Regions from separate parts of the Rattus norvegicus genome. Here region 1 is linked to region 2. A link is a contact called in public Hi-C data. All regions are on one chromosome and are shown on one strand. The core of a region is the stretch at or near the end of the contact, and the rest is flanking DNA. Distances in the headings are between cores, read along the strand shown.

Evidence for each region. Hi-C and Micro-C count contacts between places; a contact is called where the count stands out from the background.
Region 1: a Hi-C map of prefrontal cortex shows a contact between it and region 2, with 1.8 times the contacts expected there. The contact joins the promoter of Iqsec3 here to the enhancer-like site in region 2. A contact is called at or near these places in 3 of 12 Hi-C or Micro-C datasets (the A7r5 cell line, frontal cortex and prefrontal cortex).

Annotation. Positions count from the first base shown.
Region 1 is chr4:156,376,205-156,381,853 of GRCr8, reverse strand. Iqsec3 (IQ motif and Sec7 domain ArfGEF 3) reads left to right here and starts at 2,458. Exons shown (of 14, transcript NM_207617.1): 1 at 2,458-3,636. The coding sequence starts at 3,101.
Region 2 is chr4:156,306,714-156,312,949 of GRCr8, reverse strand. The region is part of intron 5 of Iqsec3 (IQ motif and Sec7 domain ArfGEF 3); the gene reads left to right. Among named protein-coding and RNA genes, the nearest start is that of Slc6a12, 52 kb to the right of the region's middle. Within about 2 kb of position 2,474, at least 22 of the 93 cell types and tissues checked have an H3K27ac peak or open chromatin away from gene starts, as enhancers often do.

The sequences.
Region 1 (5,649 bases), core at 1,209-3,708, 69 kb before region 2:
TCAGCCCTTAGTAGGAAAGATGAGTCAGCGCTAGAGTGGCCATCATCCTAGACTTGACTTACCAAAGCTCAAAACAATACACCCCCCAGAAACGTATCTACTTTTTAGGAGAACAGACAGTGCTCTTAAAGGAAAAAAATAACACGATGTGGACTTAGTGCAATCACAATCAAAATGTCAAAAGTTTACTACCTATGTAAAGGGACAGGAAAAGGAAAACCCAAAATATGAAAAAATGACCATAGCAGAGAAAGAAGTTGGAAGAACATTTTTTAGAAAACAGAAATAGATGAAACTTAGACACTTGAATCTTCAAACTGTAACATAGAAAATTAAAAAAAGAAAATGGAGAAAATGACACCAGAGACTCAATGACCTATAGAGAAACATCAGCCAATCTAGGTAGGTTATGTTTGCTCTCACTGACTTCTGCAATATAGATCTGCTGGGAATCGCAGCCAGTACAAATTTCATTTCAGATATTACATTCCTAGGGGGTGAAACACTGCTTAGAAATTCCATTTAGCTATTTTTTTTAAAATCACATTTCTTGCCCCATTGTGTTCATATATATCTTTAAGCCCTTAAATGTATTTACAGCAGCTGTCTCCAGACAGCGCCTGTGCACTCCACTCCCCGTCACTCACACTCACAGTGTTTCTGCTTTTCTCCTTCTTTGGAGTCATGACAGGAGTCAGAATGGTCATAGACTTCCTGTCGGAAAATGCAAGCCAAGGACCCAGGAACTGGGCTTGTGTAAAAGTCTTCGGAGAACTAACCCGGAGAAAAGAAGCCTCACAAGGGGACAAACCCGAGGCCTCGGCGCTGCTGCCAGGAACCGAAGCACAGCCACCATGCAAAGGTCACTAGGGAGTTTCGTCCAAAGTAAAACGTGCGTTTCAAACAACCCAGAGCTCCAATTCTGGGTTTTTTACTCTGACCCAGCCTGTCCTTTAATAGCAATAGCAGCTCATTCCACACACACAGAGCAGACCACTGTTGATAGCCACGTTTTTATTACTACCCAGACCGTTTCCCCCGTGCCATGAACTCGGTGAACTTTTCTTCCTTAAAATAAAAGTGCTACTTTTCTGCTCTCATGTAATGCTGTAACCGCAAGTTCATGCCTGGGTGACCTGCGATTTGGAGGTTTTCCCTTTTTTTTTTTTCCTTTTTCTGAGTGTTAAAAGTTAACGTATAACTTACTTTTGCAGATGCTGAAGTGTGAGTTTATGTGCACATCGTGCTTTCTGGAGAAGATAGTTATGTGGGGGTTTTAGGGAAAATAATGGGTCTGAGGAAAATGATAAAAAGGCTTCTGATCATGTGTTATTGTATAACAAGGAAGTGAGTAACCAATAAGAGGCTAAACTGAGAGAGAGAGAGAGAGAGAGAGAGAGAGAGAGAGGAGAGAGGAGAGAGAGAGAGAGAACCTGAAGCTGCCTCTGAGCTCAGTTTCAGAACAAGTGAGTCACTTGTCAGCTTGCACCTGCAAAACAAGAAGTGCCAAAAACACAAATGTCCACCAGCAGCATCAGCAAGCGGATGAAGTAAAAAAACTATGCTGTGTCTGTTGTTGACTCCACTCTGAAATAAAAAGAAACTAACGATACTTGTAACAGAATGGACGGACCACAGACACATCAGACACAAGCAAGCATACGTTATGTGACTTCGTTAATATTAAATTCCACCACAGGCAAACCTAATGTGTGTTTAGGGGAAGCAGATGCGTGCTTAGCTGGGGCCGGGGACGAGAAGTTGAGCAGAGCAGAGGGGTGCTAATTACATCTAACAGTTGTGTTTGTGGTGATGAGTGATTGGTTATATACTGTCAAAATCCATGGAGCTGTGTAGTCAGGATGAATACAGATTGTTGCATATGAATTATTACTCCAAATGCCCAAGACCTCATTTTTAGAGAAAACCCAGCACTAGCAGACTTCCTGCCTTAATTTTCCTGCTTGCTGACCTATTCTAATGCTGCATTCGGTAGAGGTTCCATGCAAATACTGCAGAAATGAGCAGATAATTCCATGTTGATTCATGTCTCTGAGCTTCCAGGAAAACCCTTCCCTCCTCAATGTTAATTCTCCTAAGAAGCATTCCCAGATCCCCAGACTGGTGACTCCTACCACACTCTGGTCACCACTCTGTCTTACTACCACCTTTCAAAATTAAGTATTAAGTCTTTTGACCACTGCTTGTAAGCTACAAGAAGCCAACAAACCCATCCTAATAGTTTTTATTATACCATCACCTAGTCCAGTGTTTTCTAATTGCATGCACTTTCTAGATGTCAAACACAGTGGTTGCTTCAGAAGGTTCTGGAAGCGGGAGCCTCAGACGCCCTGTTCTGTTTCTGTTTCTGCTAATGGTCCAAAGAGCCATGAGCTCTCATTTCCAGAGAAAATCACTGCATGAGCAGCCTTCCTGCCTTAACTTACCCCTGCCAGAACTAAGCAACAGACACACGCATTGTTTTCTAGAGTCTATTAACTGTTCACAGACACCCCACAAAGCAAATTGTTGAGCATCAAAAAGGCAGGTATGTCCTCCTCAGAAGGTCTTAAAAATGGGCCCTGCCTCCGAGTTAGATACAGGAAAATGTGATTGTGACCTTTTCGAGCTGGGTGCCTATATGCCTCTCTTCGTCAGTGCCAGCCTCCCCCCTCCTTATTCTTCCTTTTTCTCAGAAGGCTTCCTTTTTGTCTTCGTTCCCTAGCACTTTCCCAGCTCTTCTGCTCGGGTTGACCGGTAGAACTGATCTCCATCCTGGAATCTCACAGAGTATCTTGCTCGACCGAACCTCTTCCTCTTTGCTCTCCCTTCGCCCCCGCCTCCCCTACGCCCCCGCGGGAAGCAGAGTTCCTCACGAAGCCCAGAGGTGGGAGGTGGGCCCTGGCGCCGGTCCGCCCCTTAGTGCGTGTGCGAATGCCTGTGTGGCGGTGACGCGCAGGCGACGGCGGGAAGGGGAGGGAGAGAGAGAGAGGGAGGGAGGCCACCGACCGACAGAGCTGCTGGGCTGCTGGGCTCCTGCGCGCTCACGCTCCCCGCCGCCCGCCTAGGCGCAGGCAGGGCGCAGGCGGCGGCGGGCGGCATGGAGAGCCTGCTGGAGAACCCGGTGCGCGCCGTGCTCTACCTTAAGGAGCTCACGGCCATCGTGCAGAACCAGCAAAGCCTCATCCATACCCAGCGCCAGCGCATCGATGAGCTGGAGCGGCGTCTAGACGAGCTGAGCGCGGAGAACCGCAGCCTGTGGGAACACCAGCAGCTGCTGCAAGCCCAGCCTCCGCCTGGGCTGGTTCCCCCGCCGTCTGCCCCACTGCCGGCTCCTGCAGCCACTGCTCCGGCCGCCACTGCGGCCCAGGAACCGCTTCAGGACCACGGACAGCTCATACCCGCCACGCCGGAGCCGCCGCTTCAGCACCACGGACAGCTCCTGGCACAGCCACAGCCGGCCCCCAGCAGCAGGGTTCAGACTCCCCAGTCGCCCCACCAGCACCCGGTGGCACCCGGGGCCGTAGCTGACAAGGAGAAGGAGCGTCCCTCGAGTTGTTGTGCTGCCGCGGGAGCCCTGCTTCAGCACGCATCCCCCGCCGCCCTCGGCAAGGGCGTCCTGAGCAGGAGACCCAAGTGAGTGGGGACGAGGAGGTGGGAGAAGCAAGAAGCAAGTGGGTGTGAGGAAATAGGGAAAATCTGCGTGTAAGAGTGAAGGACTTGAGTACTGTGAAGTGAAGCGGGCAAAAATGCCTTGGTTAAAAATGTGTCAAGGAGAGTCCCGCAAAGGAGGGCTTGAGATCCGCTCTGGGAGGTTTGTGGTGGCTGGAGCAAAAGGAAGTATATGGACCATCTTTGGGGGAAAGAATGAGAGGAATGGGCTTTAACTGGTGGGGATATTGGTAATGTCCAGGAATTAAAGAAAATAAAAATTGGAAGGAAGTTGGGAGCAAAAATTAAGCCAAACAGGGAACCATTGAAAGATTTAAGCCAGGAAAAATTCGGAAGGGAGTTTGCATAGTACAACTGTTTAAATAAAGAGCGAAGATAGGCTTGATCAGGTTTAAGGGCTTTATAGGAGCTGGGGTCCAGCAGCAAGGATTAGAGTGGCTAGGATAAAGCAAAGAACGGGAGGGGATGTGAAGAGGCAGGGGAGCAGGATTCAGGAAGATGAATGGTGGGAGACAGCACTGCCCAGGGGAAGGAGCTGTCTCTTTATCTGATGCAGTGGCAGTCAGAGCCAGGAGTGGCTCACTTGGGGAAGCTTTCTCCCTTCTGACCCAAGTGAACATCTTTATGCTGAGTCCCTACGGTGCCGAAGGCTACACAGAAACAACCTCCAGACTCCTGGATGTCTCTGTTACAGCTTGAGGACTCACCTGGCTGGAGCTCTCCACTGACTCAGAAGCTTATCTGGGTTCAGGTAGTGGGAAGAGAACAATGAGATCAGAGACAGCTGAAAGGCAATTTCTTGAATGCAATGCCTCTATAAATCTCTGCTGTGGCCTCTTATGGCAAGCCGTTTCCCTTTGGTTATTAGGAAACCTCATCTTGGATTCCAGGAGAATGCTAATTGTCCCCACATAGAGTCTAGGGCCTCGAGGTTTCACTTGTGAGGTGCATGGTATAGGAACTTGGGAAGAAGAGATGAAGGGGGCTGGACTGTTTTCTCCTCTGTGTTGGGAGAGCTCGGTGGTCCTGTCAGTATTGCTTCTTTTTAGACGAGAGGCCTTGATGATGTGATGCTACAGGAGAGGGAGGGGCAAGTGAGGAGAGCCGAGTGCCTCATCTCTACTCACATGTGCTTTATGTCTGGAAGACACTTGTGAAGATTGGCTGCGTTACTTAAAAGCTCGCCTCTTCTCTGCCCCTACCTCACTATCCTTTCCCATCTAGGTGGAGTTGAAAAGGTAAACCAAGCATGCTTGATCACAGAGTAGGTTTGGCCAGAAGCATAAGTGCTCAGGGGTGGAGGTCTAGGATGATCTGGCTTGAGAGACCTGAAGCATCTGAATCAAGACCCAAGAAAATGCTCTGTGGTTTATTTGCCTTTCAGTTTTATGGCTTTCTCTTTTTTCTTTTCTGGCCTGAAAACCAGAGAATCAGGTTCTCCTCAATGCTCACATCTCAGCTAAAGGCAACATTCTTCCAAGATATTATATGGTCTTTTCCCCCAACAGAAAGAATGGGGGCAGTCGTAGAGGTCTGGTACTTAGAATTCTTCTCTTAAAGTCTCTCCTGATGATATCTGCTGTCCTCTTTCTCTCCTGTTACAGCCTCAGTATCTTTGCAACTTGTTGGGAAGCTGTGATTGATAATGTCACAGATTGATAATGCTGATGTCAGATCTTGATCTTGGAAGAAGGACTCCTCTGTGGCCCCCAAAGGGTCCTAGAGAGCGATGCTTTCTATAGAAATTGAGGAATATAGAGTCCAGAGGTTGAGGAATCCCCTGGATTCCTCTCCAGCCTCACATGTCAATACCATGTGACATCCTTGTCGCTCTGTGTTCTCTACCCTGCTTCTGCTTCCCATGGAGCAAAAATAAGAACCAACCAGCATGGCGAAGGGCAGTGGAAGCTGCTGGGAACATTTTACTAGGAAACTTGTGTCAGGCAATGAAGAGGTTCATCATACCATTAGCTTCTC
Region 2 (6,236 bases), core at 1,225-3,724:
GGGAGGGGAGGGGAGGGGAGGGGAGGGGAGGGGAGGGAAGGGAAGGGAAGGGAAGGGAAGGGAAGGGAAGGGAAGGGAAGGGAAGGGAAGGGAAGGGAAGGGAAGGGAAGGGAAGGAAAGGGAAGGGAAGGGAAGGAGAACAGTGGTGTCCTTCCAGATTTAAATCTTTGACATCGTACCTCTGTGAGCACCCTTCTCTCTCCTTGACATGGGTAGATAAGAACTCTCTTGAACAGTAATAGTCATGAAAGTAAAGTTGAGGACCCCCTTACTCCCTGAATTGGAGACTTTGTGGACCCCAAAGATAGGGTGAACAAATCCAGACATACGGCATATGGATTGAGATTTTACACATGGATGTCTCCAGCCCAGTCTCTCATAAAGCAACACAGGAGGGGCCATTCCCACCCTCTGGGCAACATTCTATTGGCGGCTCCTACTAACCACTCTACCATGAGACTTCTAGGGAGTCATCCTATTCTAACGACTTCTACAGGAATATCTGTGACGCACAGTATTCAGGATGCGCTGAGGGCGGGCACAGCTCCAGAAATCTCCCATTCCATCCTTACATCTCAGTGGCAGCAGTGGGAGCGCCCATTTCTAATAATTCAGGAGCCAAGGAACAGAGAGGTTAGGGAGCTTCCCCTCAGTTGCACAGCTTACAGATGGCTAAGGCCTGCAGCCAGGCAGAACGATCCCATAATCCCACAACACACCAATGTCTGTGCCCCACTCCACAAGAAGCATGATGTGAGACGTTCACGGTTCTTGTGACTTCCTGCTTCTGAATCCAGGCACCAGAAAGCCCGTGGGGGTTCAGCTATAGCTTAGTCCTCTCATCTTGCCCGGGTAGAACCGACCCAGAGAGAATTGACTTGCCCGCTGGTCAGTGGAAATTGAGCGGAATCAGGCACAAACTCCATCCCTCTTCTCTGCTGATCTTCTCATCTGGGAAAGAGCAGAGCAGAGGGTGTGATTCCCAAGTCTCACGAGGCCTGCACTAGATCCAGTTTCTCCTGCTTGGTGTGCATTTTAAAATGCCCGCAGATAGCTGGCTGACGGTGCCATTTCAGGCAGTTAGCTGCTGGTATCCAAAGGGGTTTTTCTCAGCACCTCAGCTAAAAGGAGCTTCAAACCATTCACTTGTCAACATGTCAGCACAGGCTCGATCTGAAGAAACACAGTGTAAGCCATTACTTACGAAGTCCTGCTATGCCTGGACCTTTGTGAACGTCATCATCTTAAAACTCATACCAGCCCTGCCCAGAAGACAGGCCATACTGGTGTTGTGTTCATTCTGTAAGTGAGGGAAGTAAGGCACATTGACACTTAGTAGCTTGAGCCAGGCTGCTGCACAGCAGAAGCCAGACTCCAACCCAAGGGCCTGACCTCTTTCCATGCCCCACATTGTTACAGCGCACAGTCTTACTTCTCAAAATGTGGCGCCAGAACTGGCAACATCAGTATCACCTGGAAGCCTACTGGAGATGCAAACTCTGTCTCTGCTCCAGGTCCACTGAATGAGAAACTCAGGGGCCGGGTAATCCAGGCTTAATATGAGCACCAGGAGATTCTAAGACATGTTTGGGACTCATGACCTCTGCCCACCAGGATGCTGCCAAGTTCAGCAGGAGAAAAATCAGTTCTGGCATCCACAGTGACTGCCGATTTGTCTGGTGGCTACCTCGGAGAGCTCTTGACTCCTGGCTGTGTACCTGGCAGCCATTCTTTTGGAAGCTCTTCATGCCCCAGTGCCATCACGGGAACACTGGTTGGTCCCTGAGTCAGCATCCTCTCATTCTGTTTTCTTGGCCCTATTCTCTTTTCTAAAAGACCTTTACAGAGCATGTTATGAGTTTTGACCAGGAAAAAAAAATAATAACCCTCCAGCGGATGAGGATGTTTTTAATTAAATTGTGTAAGCGAGCACTGCAGAAGAAAAGAAGGGCTTGTGCGTCTTGCGGCCTTTCGCCTGAAGCGCAGCTACTTGCCTCCTCCCAGGCCTCAGCCAGGCCTGACTGACAATATCTTTACCATCTCTTCTGGCCAATTAAAAAAATCCCTGCTGTTGCTGTTACCTATTTTCAGCTCCCATCCAGTTCCTTTGTCTGCCAGACACTGTCTTGCTCTCCTTTAAAAAAAAAAAAAAAAGGTCCTGAGATGACGCAATCCGTTTTGATCACAGTCGTGTAGGATGCTTCATTTCCCCGCAACGCGAATTGATTGCGTGAACAGATCAGTGTTAACAAGCAATTTGATGCAAGAGTGTACTGTTCATACAGATGCAAGAACAGCTGGCTCTGAGTCCAAGCCCTCCTGAGCTGTTTGCTGCAGCCCTCACGCCACCCCCCCAAACCCCACACCCACAAAACATACAGGCAAGAAGGAAGCCCAAGCAAACCTCTCTCCCCACCCCCACCCCGATTCACTGGCTGATTCATCCACAGCCCTCTTGAGCAGGTCCAGACTCTCTTGAAAGCCGTCCAATCAGTGCGTGTCCACACACTCCAGTTCTCATCACACACTCAGCTGCTTCTGCAGCTGGGGGGAGGCAAGAAATGCATGTGACCCACGCTGCTTCTCATCACTGGCCAGCACCGGCAACCCTCCAGGACATCTCCCTGGCAGAGGTCTGGGGTCAATTCCAGATCATCTTGGCAGAGAATACTAAGAGACCCTAGGCCCCTGGGCGGAGTTTTCAAGGGTCCTTGAGCTTCTTCTCCAGCTAACGTTCAAAGGCACAGGATCCTGCTTCTTCCAACTGATTCTCACTCCCCCACATGATCATCCAGAAAGGTTACTGCCTCGTATATCCGCTAGAGAGGCAAAGATGAGACCAGCTCGCCTATCCTGAAGCACAGCCGAGATCACATGATCTAACCATGCAAGGAATTTCTAAAGTAGACACAAGACAAGTCCAGAGAACCATGGAAACTGGGGAGACCACAGACCTACAAGGTTGGGGTGAGGCAGCATGAAGGCAAGACTGACAGGAAGGAGGCAGGAGGAGCAGGATGCTAAGGGCATGCTCTGCTGGGAAACATCATACAAGGGATGTGGAAGATTCTGAAGAAAAGCAAACAGGAACCTGTGAAGACCGGGCAAGTGTCCCGGGAGGATGTTTCTCCAGGATGGCCTGGAGGCAGGGAGTAAGAAAAGGCCAGGTCACTAGCCACAGCTCTAGCTGTAGCAGGAGAGAAGTGGGTGGATCTCAGAGCCTGTGGCGGGTGTGGGAGGAAAGCAGAGAGCTGTGTTACCTTGAGTGGCCACGTGAGTGGGTGAGAATTCAGGACACTCATCTTTGCATGGAACTAACTGTGTCCGTGCCAGGCTCGGGCTCATAGGATTGGTGCAGATAGTTCCTGATGCACGCACGTGTCATTGCAGTCTAAAGTGGAAGGGCATGCTGCACCTAGGACATCTCATCTGCAGAACGGATCAAACTTGGCATTGCCAAATATTTGCTTAAGCAAATCAAACTGTCAAATATCAGGTAAAACAAAAGATGCACAGCCTGTCATCTGTTCAAGAGAAGTTGGGACATCCTGCATCCTCATGACTGTCACCCATTCAGACCTCAGATGAGTCAACCAGAAAAAAGGGTACCACTGATGCTCCACTGGGATGCAGAGGCGATGGTGAGTCAGTTGCCCCCAGCTTGGTAGCACTGTCATCAACTCTTATAAACAATGGAGATGAGCAATGGAGACCCAGCAATAAGGGGACTCAGTGTAAGAGACAACCTAATCAACTCTGAGCTACAGGAGGCAGTAGAAACCACTGGACTTGGCAAGGTCTCCTAGAGAAATACAGGGAGAAAGGCCTGGGGGCCACCTCTAAGACAGAAGTCAGGTAGAGGATGAGTACCTCGAAAGAGAAAGGAATCACCCCCAGAAGGAGGCAATGCTCCCCATATCTGAGGGCATGACAAATGGAGTCCGCTGGACTTGGTGACAGGGTGACCAGTGGTGGCCTTGACAAGAGATATGTAACAGGCTGATGAGAACATACACTGGATTAGAACGTGAAGAGAGGCCAGGACACAAGACAGCATGAACACGGATGTCTTCTTGAAGTTTGGCTCCAAACAAAAGCAGAGGCAAAGGGAGAGACCGGGCAACAGGAAGCCAGCCACACAGGCTTTTATCCGTACACTAAAAGAGACACGCAGTGGGTCTTCATGAGGGTTTGCCTGGCTATAGTGAGGCTCAGTGGTAGAGTTGTGTATAAGTCTGTAGCTCTACTCCTGGCTTTGGCAAAAGGAAAGAGTGAACGAAAAAAGAAAAGAAAGAAAAAAGAAAAGGAAGGAAGGAAAGGGGGCAGAAGGAAAAGAGAAATACAATTCAACACAACCTCCTTAGCTTAGTGTCCCGAGCTAATGCCTCAGTCTAGCCTCCTGCTCACCTTCAGTTGCTGATTTATGGGACTCATCCTGGGCTCCCTGTGCATAGCTCCGTCATCCTCTCCACCCTCTGCCCCAGATTTCTCTGAACAGTTCACCCCCACCACCCTCAGCTTCACCCTAGACTCAGCCTAGCACTTCTAGCTGGGAAGTAGCATCTTTACTGGGCTCCCTCCCCCCCTCCTGCTCCCCGCACCATCTTGCTCACTGCTCCCTCCCTCTCATTTCTCCCTGCCCCCGCCCCCAGCAACCAGAGAAATCATGAAATCAGGATAAACTCTAGACTCCTCCTAACTGGCAGGTGAAAATCCCGTTCACCCCAAGCCTCTGTATCCTCCGGGTTCCCCTCCTCTCTGCTTTGCACACTCTCCAACCTTGTCTGCCACAACCTTGGTGTCTTCATCGGCCTCCTGGGTCTCCTCAGCCTACCTACTTCACCTCAACAGCACAACTCATCTTTCAGCTCTCAGCTGAAGTTGCACGTCCCCTAAGAGTTCTTTATGGCCAAAGCAATGCAAGATGTATCTTCTTTGTGTTTGTAGAACTTGTCCTTTCTCTGCATAGAACCTGTAATAGGTATGAAGGATTTTAGAGGACGGAAGGGGAGAGCCCAGCTGCCCTTGATCATGTGATCCTCCCACCCAGCCTCCAAGTCCTGAGATTATAGGTGCTCGCCACCACACTTAGCTACAAAGAAATAGTTTTGATTCTGCTTTTACAGTGTGGTTCCCTGTCATTGTCAGGGTTTCTACTGCTGCGATAAATGCCAAACATACACACATACACACACACACACACACAACCATCTGTGGAGGAAAAGGTTTTATTTTGGCTTACAGTTCCAATTTACAGATCATCACTGTGAAAAGTCAGGGCAGGAACTCAAACGAGGCAGGAATCTAGAGGCAGGAGTTGTGAAGCCCATGGAGGGGTGCTGCTTACTGGCTTGCTCCCCATGGCTTACTCAGCCTACTTTCTTATAGCATCCAAGGATGGCCCCACCCACAGTGAACTGGTCCTTCCCATAATAATCATCAATCAAGAAACTGCATTACAGACTCGCCCACAGACCAGTCTGGTGGGGGAATTTTTTCACTTGGGGTTCCCTCCTTCCAAATGACTCTCGCTCATGTCAGTTGACGCAAAACTACCCAGTGCCTCACCCCAGAACAGCACAGTACAATCATTTGCATTGCCAGCCACTCTCAGCAGGTCCTTGGCCCAACCTTGTACTTAGGCGCTATTTAGTGCATGGGTTGAAAGCAAGACAACCAGCTAGCCAGGCCCAGAGCATTGGGAAGGTCTAGGGGGTGTGAAGTGGAGATAAGAAGCCAGGAGTGCGAGCTTTCTCGTGGGATAGTCCCAAGTGGGCTCTGAAGTGGGAGGTAGGAACCATGCCACCTCCCTGATAACTTCTGACAATCAAGAGTCTCCTCACATATCCGTGGTTACTGACTGAATATGTCCAGATGTTCTCCAAGGCACCGCCCAGACCTCCACTGTGCATCTGGGGGAGATAGAATCCCTCAGGGAGAGCCAATTAGCACCAGTCACAGAGAAGCAGGGAACACTAGGGAGATGGGGAAGGTGGCCAGGCTTACCCAGGAGTGTTCTCGGAGTCTGTGCAGTCCCCTGCGGGGCCAGTCTCTTCTCTGAAAGTCTTACAAAACTTGCAGGTAATGGTTAATATCTCATAAAAGATATTAACAGAGGACTGGCTTGTTATGTTCTTTCAGAGACATTAGTCACTTATCGCTTAGTAAAATACTTCACAGAAGTAACTTCGGGGAGACACATACTTCAGTTCATCAAAGCTGGGGAGCCACGGTGG